3 separate regions of the Mus musculus genome follow, and all the other regions are linked to region 1. The links are chromatin contacts, called in public Hi-C maps. All regions are on one chromosome and are shown on one strand. Each heading gives the region's core, a stretch centred on a gene start, on an enhancer-like site or on the middle of the called end of the contact. The rest is flanking DNA. Distances are from core to core; before and after follow the strand shown. Region 1 holds the start of Prom1 (prominin 1). Region 2 overlaps Tapt1 (transmembrane anterior posterior transformation 1). Region 3 overlaps Tapt1 (transmembrane anterior posterior transformation 1).

Evidence for each region. Hi-C and Micro-C count contacts between places; a contact is called where the count stands out from the background.
Region 2: a contact with region 1 is called in a Hi-C map of rod photoreceptor, with 2.2 times the contacts expected there. The contact joins the enhancer-like site here to the promoter of Prom1 in region 1. A contact is called at or near these places in 1 of 39 promoter capture datasets (macrophages), 2 of 484 Hi-C or Micro-C datasets (nephron progenitors and rod photoreceptor) and 3 of 9 other capture datasets (adipose tissue, liver and pancreatic islet).
Region 3: a Hi-C map of colorectal tumor organoids shows a contact between it and region 1, with 1.4 times the contacts expected there. The contact joins the enhancer-like site here to the promoter of Prom1 in region 1. A contact is called at or near these places in 1 of 39 promoter capture datasets (macrophages), 3 of 484 Hi-C or Micro-C datasets (colorectal tumor organoids, nephron progenitors and rod photoreceptor) and 3 of 9 other capture datasets (adipose tissue, liver and pancreatic islet).

What each region holds. Positions count from the first base shown.
Region 1 is chr5:44,099,935-44,104,320 of GRCm38.p6, reverse strand. It overlaps Prom1 (prominin 1), which reads left to right and starts at 2,585. Exons shown (of 28, transcript NM_001163577.1): 1 at 2,585-2,673.
Region 2 is chr5:44,201,612-44,205,997 of GRCm38.p6, reverse strand. Tapt1 (transmembrane anterior posterior transformation 1) reads left to right here. Exons shown (of 14, transcript NM_173764.3): 3 at 1,670-1,788. Among named protein-coding and RNA genes, the nearest start is that of Tapt1, 23 kb to the left of the region's middle. Within about 2 kb of position 2,372, at least 17 of the 459 cell types and tissues checked have an H3K27ac peak or open chromatin away from gene starts, as enhancers often do. A contact at or near this core is called in rod photoreceptor, where this site is marked.
Region 3 is chr5:44,179,768-44,184,153 of GRCm38.p6, reverse strand. It overlaps Tapt1 (transmembrane anterior posterior transformation 1), which reads left to right. Exons shown (of 14, transcript NM_173764.3): 12 at 1,380-1,456. Among named protein-coding and RNA genes, the nearest start is that of Gm42427, 41 kb to the right of the region's middle. Within about 2 kb of position 2,258, at least 79 of the 459 cell types and tissues checked have an H3K27ac peak or open chromatin away from gene starts, as enhancers often do. A contact at or near this core is called in colorectal tumor organoids, pancreatic islet and rod photoreceptor, where this site is marked.

The sequences.
Region 1 (4,386 bases), core at 1,336-3,835:
AAGGTGGTGGTATAGGAGACCTAGAGCTGGTACTACAGGCTGTTGTGAGGCACCCACATGGTACTGAGAACTAAATTTGTACCCTCTGCAAGAGCAGCAGGAGATTGTAACTGCTGAGCTAGCTCTCTCTTTGACTTAAGGCTACCCAGGATATATCTTACCATTGGGTTTTGTTCTTATTCATTTGTTCATGTTAAACATAGAAAATCGTTCAGGCAGAATAGGGGTTAGGCTAGAATGTGGAAATGTAAGGAACTGTTGAAGCACTGTGTCCTAAGCGATGGGAAGGCAGATGGTTGTGTAGCCACTTCCTCTGGCTTGAACCAGCCCTTCCTGCAGGGAGGAGGGAGCTTGGTAAGATTCAGAAAAACCAAGGATCAGGAGGCTCAGCAAAGCTCCGAAACTTGCAAGACTCACAAGGCCTCAGGGTAGCATTACACAATTGCTCCGGAATTCTGTGGAGCTGCTTGCAAGCTGTTCATCGGGCTCCAGTAGTTGTTATTATTTGTTGTTGTTATTTTTTGTCTTTTCCAGACAACAGGGTTTCTCTGTGTAGTCCCGGCTGTCCTGAAACGCACTCAATAGACCAGGCTGCCCTCAAACTCAAGAGATCTGCCTGCCTCTGCTTCCCATGTGCTGGGACCACCACCCAGGTACAATGTAGCTCTTTCATGGACTGTTATCCTTACAGGGATGGGCTTTTCCATTGATGTAGTCACCTTTGTGTCACCCGAGCTCATGGAATCAGCCTCCTACTCACATTCCTATAAGTAATCCCCTGAAACTATTTTGTTCATCAAGCTAGATTTAGAAAGCTGCATATTTAGTTTAATGTCAGCGAACATTAGACATTTGCTCACATCTCCACAGGGGGGAAAAATCACACAGCAATGGACATCCATTTCAATTCAATGTGGCACTGGTCAGAGACCTATTTCACCTATTCTCTGGGTTCTGGAGGCCAGAGCTGGGTTCAACTTTGGGGCTTCAGTAACTATGTGACCTCTGGCAAGCCTGCACCACACAGTTAATCATTGATAAGATATTAGAAAGCTCTTGTTGGTAAGTTCATATAAAAAATCCGCTTAGAACACATGGCGTAGAGCCTTATCACACCGCTGCCCGAACTTTGTGGATGTACAAGGAACGAGAAGGAGTACGGGTAGCCAGCCCTGTGCTGGTTTGCAGACACAGAAGCTGGATTCAGAGTGATAAGGCCATGAGTGCCCATGCTGGTAAAATAGGCAGCTCGGGGACAGCTAGGAGCTCCCAGGAGAGAGAACTCAAGTCTCAAGCTAACACCATCCTCAGTAGCCTGTCTGCCTCTGAGCAGGAAAGCTGTGGAGCCCAGGAGACTGTAAAGGGGAGAACTGGCCATCTTAGACTTCTCTAGTACTCCAACACTGCTTGCTTCAGTTTTCCGTGGTTTCTCAGTGGTCTTTCTGAATGAACTCTTTCTACACCTTCGCCGTGTAGAGGTCAATTTCAATTTCACCTTCCCCTGCCCATCCTCAGTGTATGCTATATTTTGTGGTGAGAAAATTACTAAATTAAAGTTCATTTGTCAGGGCTGGGGAGATTGGTGAGTGGTATAAAGCATCGGTTGTTTTGGCAGAGGCACTCCCTCTTTGCAGAGTTTAATTCCCTGCACCCAGCCCGTATGGCAGCTCACAACCCTTTGTAACTCCAGTGACAGGGAAGCCAACACCTTCTTTTGACCAACTCCACGGTAAAGTGCTACACATACATTCATGCAGGCAAAACATTCATACACGTAAACTATTTTTAAAAGGCCATGTGTCCACATACCTATTCTTCCAACATCTGTGCAGCCATTCTTTCATCTCTCCGTCCATCTACCTAACAACCCGCACACAATTAATACGCATCCTTTGATGGTAAAAATGTCCCAGAGGCGCTATTCTTCCTTGGTCTATTCTCTACCCACTTTTGGTTGAATCCAGGAATGTAATTGATCAAAAGGACCAGCGTTGTGTTTGTCCCTGATAGCACAGGGATACACTACAGCCAATTTTTCTCCCCCTTAGATGATTTTTGTTTGTTTGTTTGTTTTTTAGTTGTTTTAAATAAAATGCACTGAGTACCGGTATCGTGTCTAAAGAGCCAGGAAAGTGTGGAGGTTAGAGATTTTAGGAGCTAGCGGCCTTCCAAGCAGCGATTTAGGATTAGGTGATAGAGAAGGGTGTTCTGGGACTGAGCAGGGATTTCAGCAGGAAATAAATGCTCTGTCCCGTGGGTGTCCCCAGGGCATTGTAGCCTCTCAGAAGGTCCAATCAGTGCGCTCAGACTCAGAGCCCTAGGCTCCTGCTCTTTAAATTACCGAGCCTTGTGGAGACCCCGGCACCTGGCCTTAAGCTCAGCCCTGAGTAAGTACGTTTCTGAAGGAGTCGGTGTTCCTTTAGTTCCATCCCCAAACCTCTGCCAGAGACCCTAGAGGACGCAACAGGTTCCCAGAGTCCTGGAGTCCCGTGGTCCTGACTCAGGCACCCTTAGCCAACCCGGGGCGGAGCAGTGGGACGGGCTCTCACCCAATCACTCTTGTGGTGCCCTGGGGCTGGACCTTAAATAATTCATGAATTAAGTGGAAGGAGCCCAGCTTAGAGGCGAGGGGCTGGAGGGTTCCGAGACCCGGAGGAGAGCTGGACCGGAGAGGTGAGTTGCTCCGAGTGCCGACCCAGCGCGGGGCGCTGAGCTCCCCCTCTTCTAGAACACCCAGGGCAGGGATGAGGAGTGGAGAAGCTCGAGCAACGTCTTCCTCTGCCTCCACAGCAGGTGGCGGGAACCTAGTTTGTCTTCCCGAAGCTGGAGGGGCTGCAGGGTGGTGTGGGTCTCGGCCAGTGGGCGAGCCCAGGGTCTGGAGGACTGGTTATAGAGCGTGCAAACTTTTTCCCGCGGCGGTGGCCGGCTCCTCTCCGCGGCACATTGCTCCGCTCCGGTACTCCTTCCATCCTGTGGAGGGGTGGAGGTCGCTGGGTTCCGGAGACAAGAGCAGGAGGCGGTGAGACTTTCAGGCCACCGGCCCGCTTTCGGGAAGGGCGGCGAGAGGAGGTTCGGTCTGGGTCTTGAGAACTCTTTTGCGGTAAGGAAAACTCCAGGAAAGGCCAAGGTGGGGGGTAGGCTGGGGGAGGGGGACAGGACGTGGGACTCCCGGCCACCAGCCACCATCTGCTACCTATGTGCAGCTCACAGTGCTACTGGCCGCAGCGGGAGGGCGATGCCGGTGCAAGGGCAAACCGCCTCCCTGCGGCCGTTGCCAAGCGCACGCACCCGGGCTGGAAGTCCTGGCTCCAGTCAGCCCTTAGGGTCACACAGCACCGAGAATTTCAGCTTTCCTAGAGATGGAGAGCAGGAGCGCTCAGGGCATACCTTGACAGAATGCGGGGACCAGGGACAACAAAGAGGAATGTGGACTGAGCAGAGCTTCGTGGCTGCTGGAGGATCGGGGCTCGAGCTAAGTTCCCGAGAATGGGTCGGAGAGGTTCCAATCCTCAACCCGGCGTTCAAACAGGACTGGGTGGGGAAATGCCTTGGTGGCGCTCCGGACTACAGGACTCAGGGGCGATCCCCTCCCCCAGGCGACGGCGGATTCCTGGAGGCTCCCAGCTTCGCGCGCCGCCTCGCAGTCGGTTCTTTTGTGTTCCGCAGCCCGGGAAAGGCCCCTGAGAAGGGGGGAAGGTGGGCAGGAGGGCGCCGGGTCTGGCGGCAGCTTGTAGGGAAAGGCAGCGGAGCAAAGGTACCGGCGCTTCCTGCAGCTACTGCTTCCTCCGGGAGCTCGCTCTGTTGCTCTCTTGTTCAGTTGTGGACTTTTCTCATGCCCAGGCGGAGAATGGTTTGCTCGGCTTCTTGTGGGCGGTTGCTGGCCTTTGTTAAGCAAGCGAACGGTTAAAGTCCTTTGTGGACCCCTCCACCCTAACTCACTAGAGACCCAAACAACTTGAACAATGAATTTGCTTTGAGCCATGTGAGAACTTTTTTGATTGACCAATTGAATATTGGCAAATTCATACAGTCCGGCTTGGCGGACTACTTATTTTTCTTATTCATTTGTGAATTTACCTCTTTGAAGCACTACGGAGCTGGCGTCTGTCTGCATGGAGCCTAAGAGGTTCACGGTGGCTCGTCTGGAGCATCAGAACTTTATGAACAGCACACACTGTGCTGAGTTCTTTACCTGTTAGCATGTTAACCCGTCAACCCCATGCAAAAGCCCACTTCACAGAGTGAAGCAACTGTCACTGTCACAGGATTAGTGAGTGGGTCCAGAGACCTGGTCCCGTTTGAAACAGTATTTTTGCTATTTAGCAAGGTATTTTACTTTTTTTTCTTTTTAAGTGTTCCATAAAGTTTTTTATGCACTTCCTTATG
Region 2 (4,386 bases), core at 1,123-3,622, 100 kb before region 1:
CCATGTAGCTGTTAGCCCTACCCAGACATGACTGCTTCCCTCTCTGATAGTTACAAGCTTCCTGACAGGGCTACCACATCCTGCTCCTGCTCCTGCTCCCTTTGTACCTGCCGGACTGAGCATGTTACATGCCCCAGCCACAGCTTCAGGGCTGTGGGCTAGAGGAATACAGTGTTCATCCCAGCAGGAGCTCACGAAGAGATAGACACACTCCTCTTCCTAGCATTTTGTGTTCCCATGTAGACATAGCCAAGATTCTTCTTGGAATTTGTAGGCAGGAAAGGGTTCTCAAGGGCAGGAGAGTCATAAATAAGGACTACTGCTCAGACTTTAGTGCTCCTTTGCATAACTTGAAAACATGAATGAAAACTAGCCCTTTACACCACCAGCATCACGGTGGCTGTCGTGGAGGGAAGACTTAAACTGTGGGCTTGCACGTGACTTAGGCTCACACCGTGCTTTCATTGTTGTTCATGAGTCGAGAATGTTGAAGGAGCTTCATAGTCACATTAAGAAGTCTGACATAGTTATCATTTATTTCTTAGATTTTTGTCAAAATTAATAAAATATGGGCTTTCATTTCCTTTGCCACCCATAACAAAGTATTCCACACTGGGCAGTTTAAGCAGCAGGGATGCAGAAGGGGGAAGCCTGACATCGAAGAATCAGCTTTGTCCTGAAGCCTTTCTCATTGGCTTATGGACAGCCGCCTTCTCCAGAGGTCCTCACCTGGTCATCCCTTTGCCTGCCTGTGTCCTAATCCCCTCTCTTACAAGAGACCAGTGTGGGCTAGAGAGCTAGCTCAACCATGGAGGCTGTGGCTCACAACCGGCATCTCCAGGGCAGCAGGCATATTGGGTTGGGTCAGGACCTCTTTATCCCAATGACAATTTTCACTCAAATCACCATTTTAAAGACCTGTGTCCTAGAAGTTACAACTGTCTTGTGAGTTCTGTGAGAAACTATTTTGCTTATAGAAGTGTGAATTTAGGTAATACGTGCAGGTGGGACAGTTAATGCCTAAGGCTATGTAGATATTATGGTGATAACATAGCCATCAGACCATGTTTGGATGTTAGGCATACATCTCCACTAAGTAGCAGAGTTTGGTAAGCTATGAAAAGATCTATCTCACTCTCTTCTTAGGAGCTATACTGCTAAATTTATTGGTGAAAATGGAAAGTATAAATCAGTAAGAAACTGGGGAAAGGTTAAAGAAAATAGTAATTACTTCTGAAACTAATCAGAATAAGGCCTTCCAAGTATAGCAGTTGCCTATTTGTGTAAAATTATGTTAAACTTAATCAGTCTACAAAAAAATAAATTAAAAAAAACTGTTTTCAAACTAAAACTGTCTATTCCAGTCTTCTGATGAACAGGAAATGGAAAGGATGGGGTTAAAGGTAAGAAGCTTGTCTTACCTTAAGAAGATGTTACTTAGCCTGTCTGGTTTAAGAAGTGCCAGAAAGTCACAAAAGTTGAGTCTGAACAACCATCTTTTGAGGAGCTACTTCTAGGGATGGTAAACAGAAAACTCTGGAAGAGTCATAGAGGACTAATGTCCAGTTTCTTAAACTTAAGGAGTCAGGAAACAGTTTCTCATAATGTCTGAAGTTATATCTACAACTACCTAAAGAATCTCTCTCTTTTTCGTTCTCTCCCAATGTAGCTCATGTTCTTTGGAATATTTTTGTGCCTCGATGCCTTTCTGTATGTGTTCACCCTGCTTCCTTTAAGAGTCTTTCTGGCGCTATTCAGGCTCCTCACTCTGCCTTGCTATGGCTTAAGGTAAGTTTAGATCTTCGACTATTTTTAGTGTCTAAACGGTTTTATTACTTTTATAACTTGTAGAGTTGTTAGAATAAAGATGATGCATATGATTTCATTCATACTTTGGTTTTTGATGCATACACTGCCTATCTGTTCAATTTGTATTATATAATATATGTTTTATATATGCATTTTTTTCCAGAGAGGTTTTGAACCAAAACTCTGCTTTAGCTGGTAAACTGACACTGTTGTGGAGGCCATGGGTTGAATAGAAGAGGAACAGGGCTAGAAGTAGAAACTGACAGACCATGTTCTTAACCGGCTTGGACTAGGGCTGGGAGGCGTCCTGGCTTGCTTCATCTGTGAGAAGTTCAGGTTCTAATCGCCTAAGGAGCCGGCTCTACTACAGGCTTCCTCCTCCAGGTCACTTGTGTTAGTGGCCTATGAAGCTGTTGTCATAGACTTCTGGTTGGTGGCAGTTGATCACTCTGTAATGGCATCATTCTGATAGAAAATATCAGTCAGCCCAAACCAACTTGGAGAGCTAGTGTATTGTAATAAGTGTCTGCCTCCCCTAAGCTTGTTTCATATCTGCAAAAGAAGATATTGAGAGCTCAGTACCTGTCCCCCAAAACCTGGAGATAGAAAAAGTATATCAGTGGAGTGCATGACACACACTCACTCCTTATGCTGGCAGAGTGCCTGCCTACAGCAGCCCACAGTGCCAGCAGATGCCTGCCTACAGCTCCGAGTAATAAATACCAGTTTCTTGCATTTCTGTTCTAGCAAACTGGAAAGATGGAATGCAGTACTTACTGTGCATTTGTCCTTGGGGAACAGGAAGTTTGATTTGAGAGGTGGCCTTCTTGACAGTCGTGTCAGCAGGCCCCTGCTTTACATGGTCTCCCTGTACGAGCTACTGCTTAGCTTTAGCATTGTAGTTTGAGTTACAATTCTAAAATGTGTGCCGTTTGTAAATATTTTTAAAACATTTCAGTTTGAAAATGTAAAATGCTGAAATGGGTAATAATTTATGAGACTCCATTTAGTGACCATTCAGTGGAATATAACACTTGGAGTTATAGCTTCATCAATGAAGTTGCTAAAAAATTACTGGTCCATATTCAAAACTGTAAGTTCTGTTTAAAAGACTAAAGTCACAAAGATGTTTGTTTTGAAATAGAAAATGAAACGCAGCCCTTTCAAATGAGCCTTAATCCATTTTGATAAGAAATGCTTCTAATGTAAATAGAAATAATCAATAATATAATGATTAGGTTGTGAAAGGAATAAAAGTTACGATGAGCGAGATTGCAGAGAATATACAGTTTTAAGAATTCAGCCTCCCTCAGTGCTATAAAAGTTATTATTTGTATCTAAAATCTTTCTCATCTTGCAGAATGATATGAATTATGGCACGTTTAATTAATCATAAGTTAACCGGGTGAGATTCTTTTTAGGCATTTAAGCACCAATTTTAGGATCTGCCAAGTACTTCCTTTACTTTGAGGAGGGTTTAAAAGGGTTGCTCTCATTAGTCAGGCTTTTCAAAGACCTTGGTGGTGTTCTCCTACTAAAGCTGGTTGCTCTACTGTGGGCTCAGTGAGATGACATTTTAGTTACCTTTTCAGAAGGTGGGGGTGGGGGTGGGGAATCTTCCTGTGTGGCTGCATAGAGAAGTTGAATACAGGGAAATTAGATTAACCCAGTGTAACAGCCTGACATAAAGTAACTAAGAGCTTGCAGGGATTTTCACACATATTTTGTGAGCTAGGTTACCTTTTAGTTATTCCAGGATCAGCAGTGTTAAACAGGTTCATATCCCACCAATGGCATGTTCTGATCAGTTGTTGGCACCCTGGGAGAAAGCTTAAGAGGGTTTATAACCTAGAAACTCTTCCTTCTGGACTAGACCTTTTCTGTGTGGTTAGTATATAGGTGACATACAATTCATGATAATGGGTCTTGAGGCTCTTGAGTATGGAAGTCATCTTATCTGACGATGCATCTCCTTCTTCAGACATTGAATACTGCTTTATGCTCAGAGTCATTTCTGTTTCTCTGTCACTTGGAGAAGCAGGACATGTAAGCAGCATATAGCATACCCTTTCCATTCTGAGTATTAAGTATTGCAGAAAATAGGAATTCTTAAACCATCTACTGTAGTTTGCTTCACATAAATGATTGTTGCTTCCTAAAGCTAACATTTCTATAATAGTTTACATTTTTAGTGCAAAAAAGATGCTTGCTTTAAAATTGTATTTTGAAGCATTTTCAATCTAAATTATCTTCAGTGTCATTTAAAAAGTGCTTTCTATTTTCATGGTTTTATAGCTAAAAGGACTCTAGGGGGCAGCCTGTTATAAACAACTTGTAATATTCTATCTGCAATATTGGTTAACTGAAGTTACATTTTATGTTGTCATTTATATGATAAATGAAACATGAGGATGCAGTTAAAATTGTGCACTCAAATTTCAACCTTGAATCCTCTGTATGAGAGCAAGCAATATTACAGAAAATATGAAGTACTGCTTTTAATGTCTTAGTACCTTCAGTGTTCTGTATCTGAGTTAAGCAATGTGTTACTGGGAGCCACATTTATTTTCTCTGAAC
Region 3 (4,386 bases), core at 1,009-3,508, 80 kb before region 1:
GCTTAAGGAGGGTCTGACTGCCCCTCTACACTACAGGATTCAGCCCCAAAACAAGTAGAGCTGTTTTTATCAGAAGGCCTGAAAGCAAGTGTGTACAGGTCAGCTAATATATGTACAAGAAAGCTAGAAGTCACAGCAAGTATGTTTAGATTGGTTTGCCCAACAGTTTTAGATGGTGAATGGTGATAGGCTTAATGTAAAATTTCAGCAGCTTAACAAATAGTATACCCTAAACATTGTTATGGTTTTAGTCACTTATTATATAGCAATACAGATTTCTTTTCTTTAGGAAAAGGCTACCTAAAATTTTGAAGAAACTTAGATTTTAAAGGTTATCTAGTAAAAGTTAAACTGAAAAAAATAGAATGTCAAGTTTTTCTACTTGTTTTTCCTGGTATTAGAAAAATGATGAAGGTAAATCCAGACTGTTCAACTAACTTTTAATAGAAGGGTGAGTTAGATGGTAGTGGCTATTGTGCAAGAGTAGCTTTCTGTGCTAGAGGCTGTGCTACAGCTGAGGGCTTTCTGGTACTTTTCTCACAGTGAGATTGGACTAAGCATATGACAGTCCATTCCCATATCTCACTTCTGTTGTTGTTCTTATTTGTAGCATTCAATTATATTCAAGGAACCACAGTAGAATTTTGACACTACTAGATGAGGCAGCCAGTTACCTCTGCTTCATTTCCGTGTAGCCACTCATGTAGCTGTCATGTGTAAATTGTTCTCTCAGCTGCTCCCACCAGACTCATTCAACAGGCTTCCAGGGATAACACTACTCGGCCTATATTTCTGTTACATAAGAAATGGAGTGCCAGCCATAGGTAACCAAAAAGACAGAAGTTCATGGCTTTCAAGTAATTAACTGTGTGCTTAGTTTCTTAAAGAGTGTAAGTCTTTCAAGGTTCCCTTTGCTCTATGCTCCCTACAAGTTATTGGGGCCTCTTAAAGAATTCGAACAGTGGACAGGAAAAACCAGGAACGAGAAAACCTGCTCAAACTGGTTTTATCTCTAGCAAGACCTGGATGAGCGCCTTCAGAGCTTACAGAATGAGTTTCTACTTTACAAATGGCAGCTGCTGTGTGCCTCTGTGAGATGTAAGTAGAAGTGCCGTCAATGAGATAGGCTGCTGGGGCTTCCCGGAGTGGGCAGGCAACAGCAGGCCTTGCCTGAGCAAACCCAGTCCACCACAGATGACTGAAGAAGTGTTTTGTGTTAGGAAGTCTAGAGCCAGCCTCTTGGACCTAGATGCAGGTATGCTCTAAAATGTTAAACTAAGAGAGAGACAGTTTTAAATATCAGCTAATAACTCTATGGCTCTGTTGTGTCTCTGTGTTTGTGTGTTGTGTGTTGTGTGTTGTGCTTTGTTCCTGGCTAGCTCATCAGAGTTGTAACAAGCTCAATTAAAGTGCAAGGAATCCTGTCCTACGCCTGTGTCATACTCTTCTATTTTGGGTAAGATCAACTATTCTTGATTATGTTTTGACTTTACTGTAAAGTATGTATTGACTGCAAGATGTAATAGAAGCTAATTGCATCCAATGGTAGTTTTCCTATTCTGTGTACTTGAGTTTGAATCTTTAATCAAAAGTTTATAGTAAGGTCTTTTTGCTCAAGATTTATAGTTCATCCATACTTGATTCTTTTTAGGAAAAGTCTTTCATTAGAGTCAAGTTTCCATATTTAACAACACCTTTGGTTTTCCTTTGTACTTGCCATGCTAATAGTCAGTACACCGGGCTTGGTTCACATTAACCTAACTGATACAAAAATGTAGTTTTTGTGGCTATAGCCAACTGAAACTTTTGAAAATTTGGTCCCAACTAGCTTACATACCTGTCTGGTTGTGAAATACAAGCAGTAAGTAAGCAGTTTAAGTAATTTATGATAATCATAAATGATAACAAGAAAATGATGTCAAATGTTACTTTGCCACTTTTTGATTTTTCAAAAAGTGAAATAAAGTAAGGAGCCTACCTGAGTTTTGATGTCTTTGCCCAAAGGGGAATTGGGAACCCATGACTGATCTGGTTTATACATGCTGGGATACATGGGCATGGGTTTGAGGAGTGCTGGTCTGTGGGAGAGGACAGCCCTGAGCACCACCAGAGGAAAAGGCTGTGGCGCGCTAACTTCCTGTAGAACCTGGTTTCCAAAGCCATCTGTGGTTCCAGTTTCACATTTGAGTGTTATGTGTATCTTCCTGGAACCCACACTGCTGGGCACGTGGCAGGCACCCAAGACTCCTCTGTACAAGCAGCTGAGACACAGTCACTCCTGTGGGCTGCACTTGATATCCCTTGTGTATTGCAAGTCATGAGTGTTTCACAGTGCCTGTCTCAGCCCTCCTCCAGAGCTGTGTTTGTTCAGGTGACTGATTGAGTGCTGAGATTGCAGGTGTTTGCACTACCATACCTGGTGTGTGCTGTGTTGAGCATTGTCTTGGGACTCTCTGCATGCTAAGCACATATTCTGCTAACTGAACTACGTCTCCAGTGCACACCTTTTGTTGTTTTTGAGACAGGATCTCGAATAGCTCAGACTGGCTTTGAGCTCACTGTATACCAAAGGCTGGTTTTGAACTCCTGATTCTCCTTCCTCTGCCTCCTGAGTGCTGGGATTACTGGCAGCATGCCACCATACACAGCTCTCTTAAATTTGACATTAAGTTTTTTATATTAAATTATACAATATTAGAAATTTTACTGTATGCTTTCTTTTCCAGGTAGGAGTTAAAACTTCCATCTCAGAAAATTGACTTTTATTTTTATGTTCTGGACTCTTCCAGTCTTTTTGAGTATTTTCCCTGAGCTGTTTCTTCCTTTGACTGGAGTCACACTGGCCTTTTGTTCTTTCTCCTTTTCTTTTACTAATATGCCAAAGATGTTCCAACTGCACACTGAAGACAATGTTAAAATTTTAAACTATGTGTTGTTTTTGAGGGTCAATATTTAGGGAAATTTCTTTGTACTTAGACTGCATAACAATAGATATTAAAATATTTCTTAACAACAAAATAAACCATGATGCTCCTTCCGTAGTGCAGGCTCCCACACCCTGCCTGTTGATGTTCTTAGCATAGTTTCCTTTTTTCTACTTGCTCTGGTCTTTGTTTAACTTTGTTCTCATAGTTTGAACATAAGTCAGGAAAGTAATGCTTTCATATGGCATACATGAAAGAAAACCTTTCTGCATAGTTCTCCGGAGAGGATGTGTGCCTGTCAGCTGTAGGGGGAAAGACGAGCCCACCACTGCCCTTCCCCATCTATTCAGCAGCCTTGGCTGCCAGGTTCCAGACTGCTGTAGGGATTGACCAGAAAGAAGACAGACAAGTTTTGTCCCTTGGTATCTCTGAAGTTGTAGCATGCAAATAGACAGGAGATATATTCTCTAGAGACTTTTGGTAGTGAGCAGTGTGAAGAAAAATGTGGAGGTGTCAGGAGATGAAGAGTGACAGATGGTGGCTTTTGAGCACAGCAGAAAGCAAGCAGAGTTGAGTACAGAGTGTAAGCCTAGACAGTGGGCTGTGTGAAGGCCCCTGGCAGGGGAGGTAGCTCCAGAGTCTCACAAGAAGGCTTTTTGTAAGAGCCACTCAGCTCCCGTGTGAAGGACAGTCTGGAGTGTGACAAGAGGATCAGTGAGTCAGGAAGCAGTGGGCACCGCCAGGGAAAGGTGACCAAGGCTGGAATGGCAGTGCTCGAAGTAGGAGGACAGGACGTGTCAGGTGGATGCACACTGCCTGTGCACGAAGTATAAAGGAGCAACTTCAGATACGGCTGCAGAACCTGGGCTCAAGCAGGGAAGGCAATAGAGTTGTCACTTACTGTGACAGAAGCAACATTTTAGGGGTGGGGAGAGAAGGTCCTGGGGTAGGGATGACTGGAATTGGGGATTGGTTTGGTAAGTTTGGAAACCCCGGAAACAGGGGAGGAAGAAGGGTATAGTTTGGGGAGACCTGGAACTGACAGCAGATTTGCACCCGTGTTCCATGGAGCCATCTGTGCTGTGCTCTGAGCCCCTAGTGAAAGGCCTGAGGACCAGGCAAGAATCCTCGTGTGTCTCCTGCATTGACTCACAAGTTGAGCCACTGATGATGCTCACTGGCTTGTAATTCCATGTTCCTGACAGTCTCATCTCAGGCACCAAATACAACCTCTATTCCCTCATGTTACGGCTGTCCGTCAGGGCCCATGGTGTGTGAGAAGATGGGACTGGGATGCTGTGCTCTCTAAATTGTCTCGCCATAATTATAGCAGATGCTTTACAGTATTAGTTTTTGGCCTAGAATTTCCATGACTGTAATTATAGGTATTAGCAGTTTATTTTAACAAAGTACAAGATTAAGCTAACTTTTCTTAATTACAAACTTTTTAATAGAAGCAAAA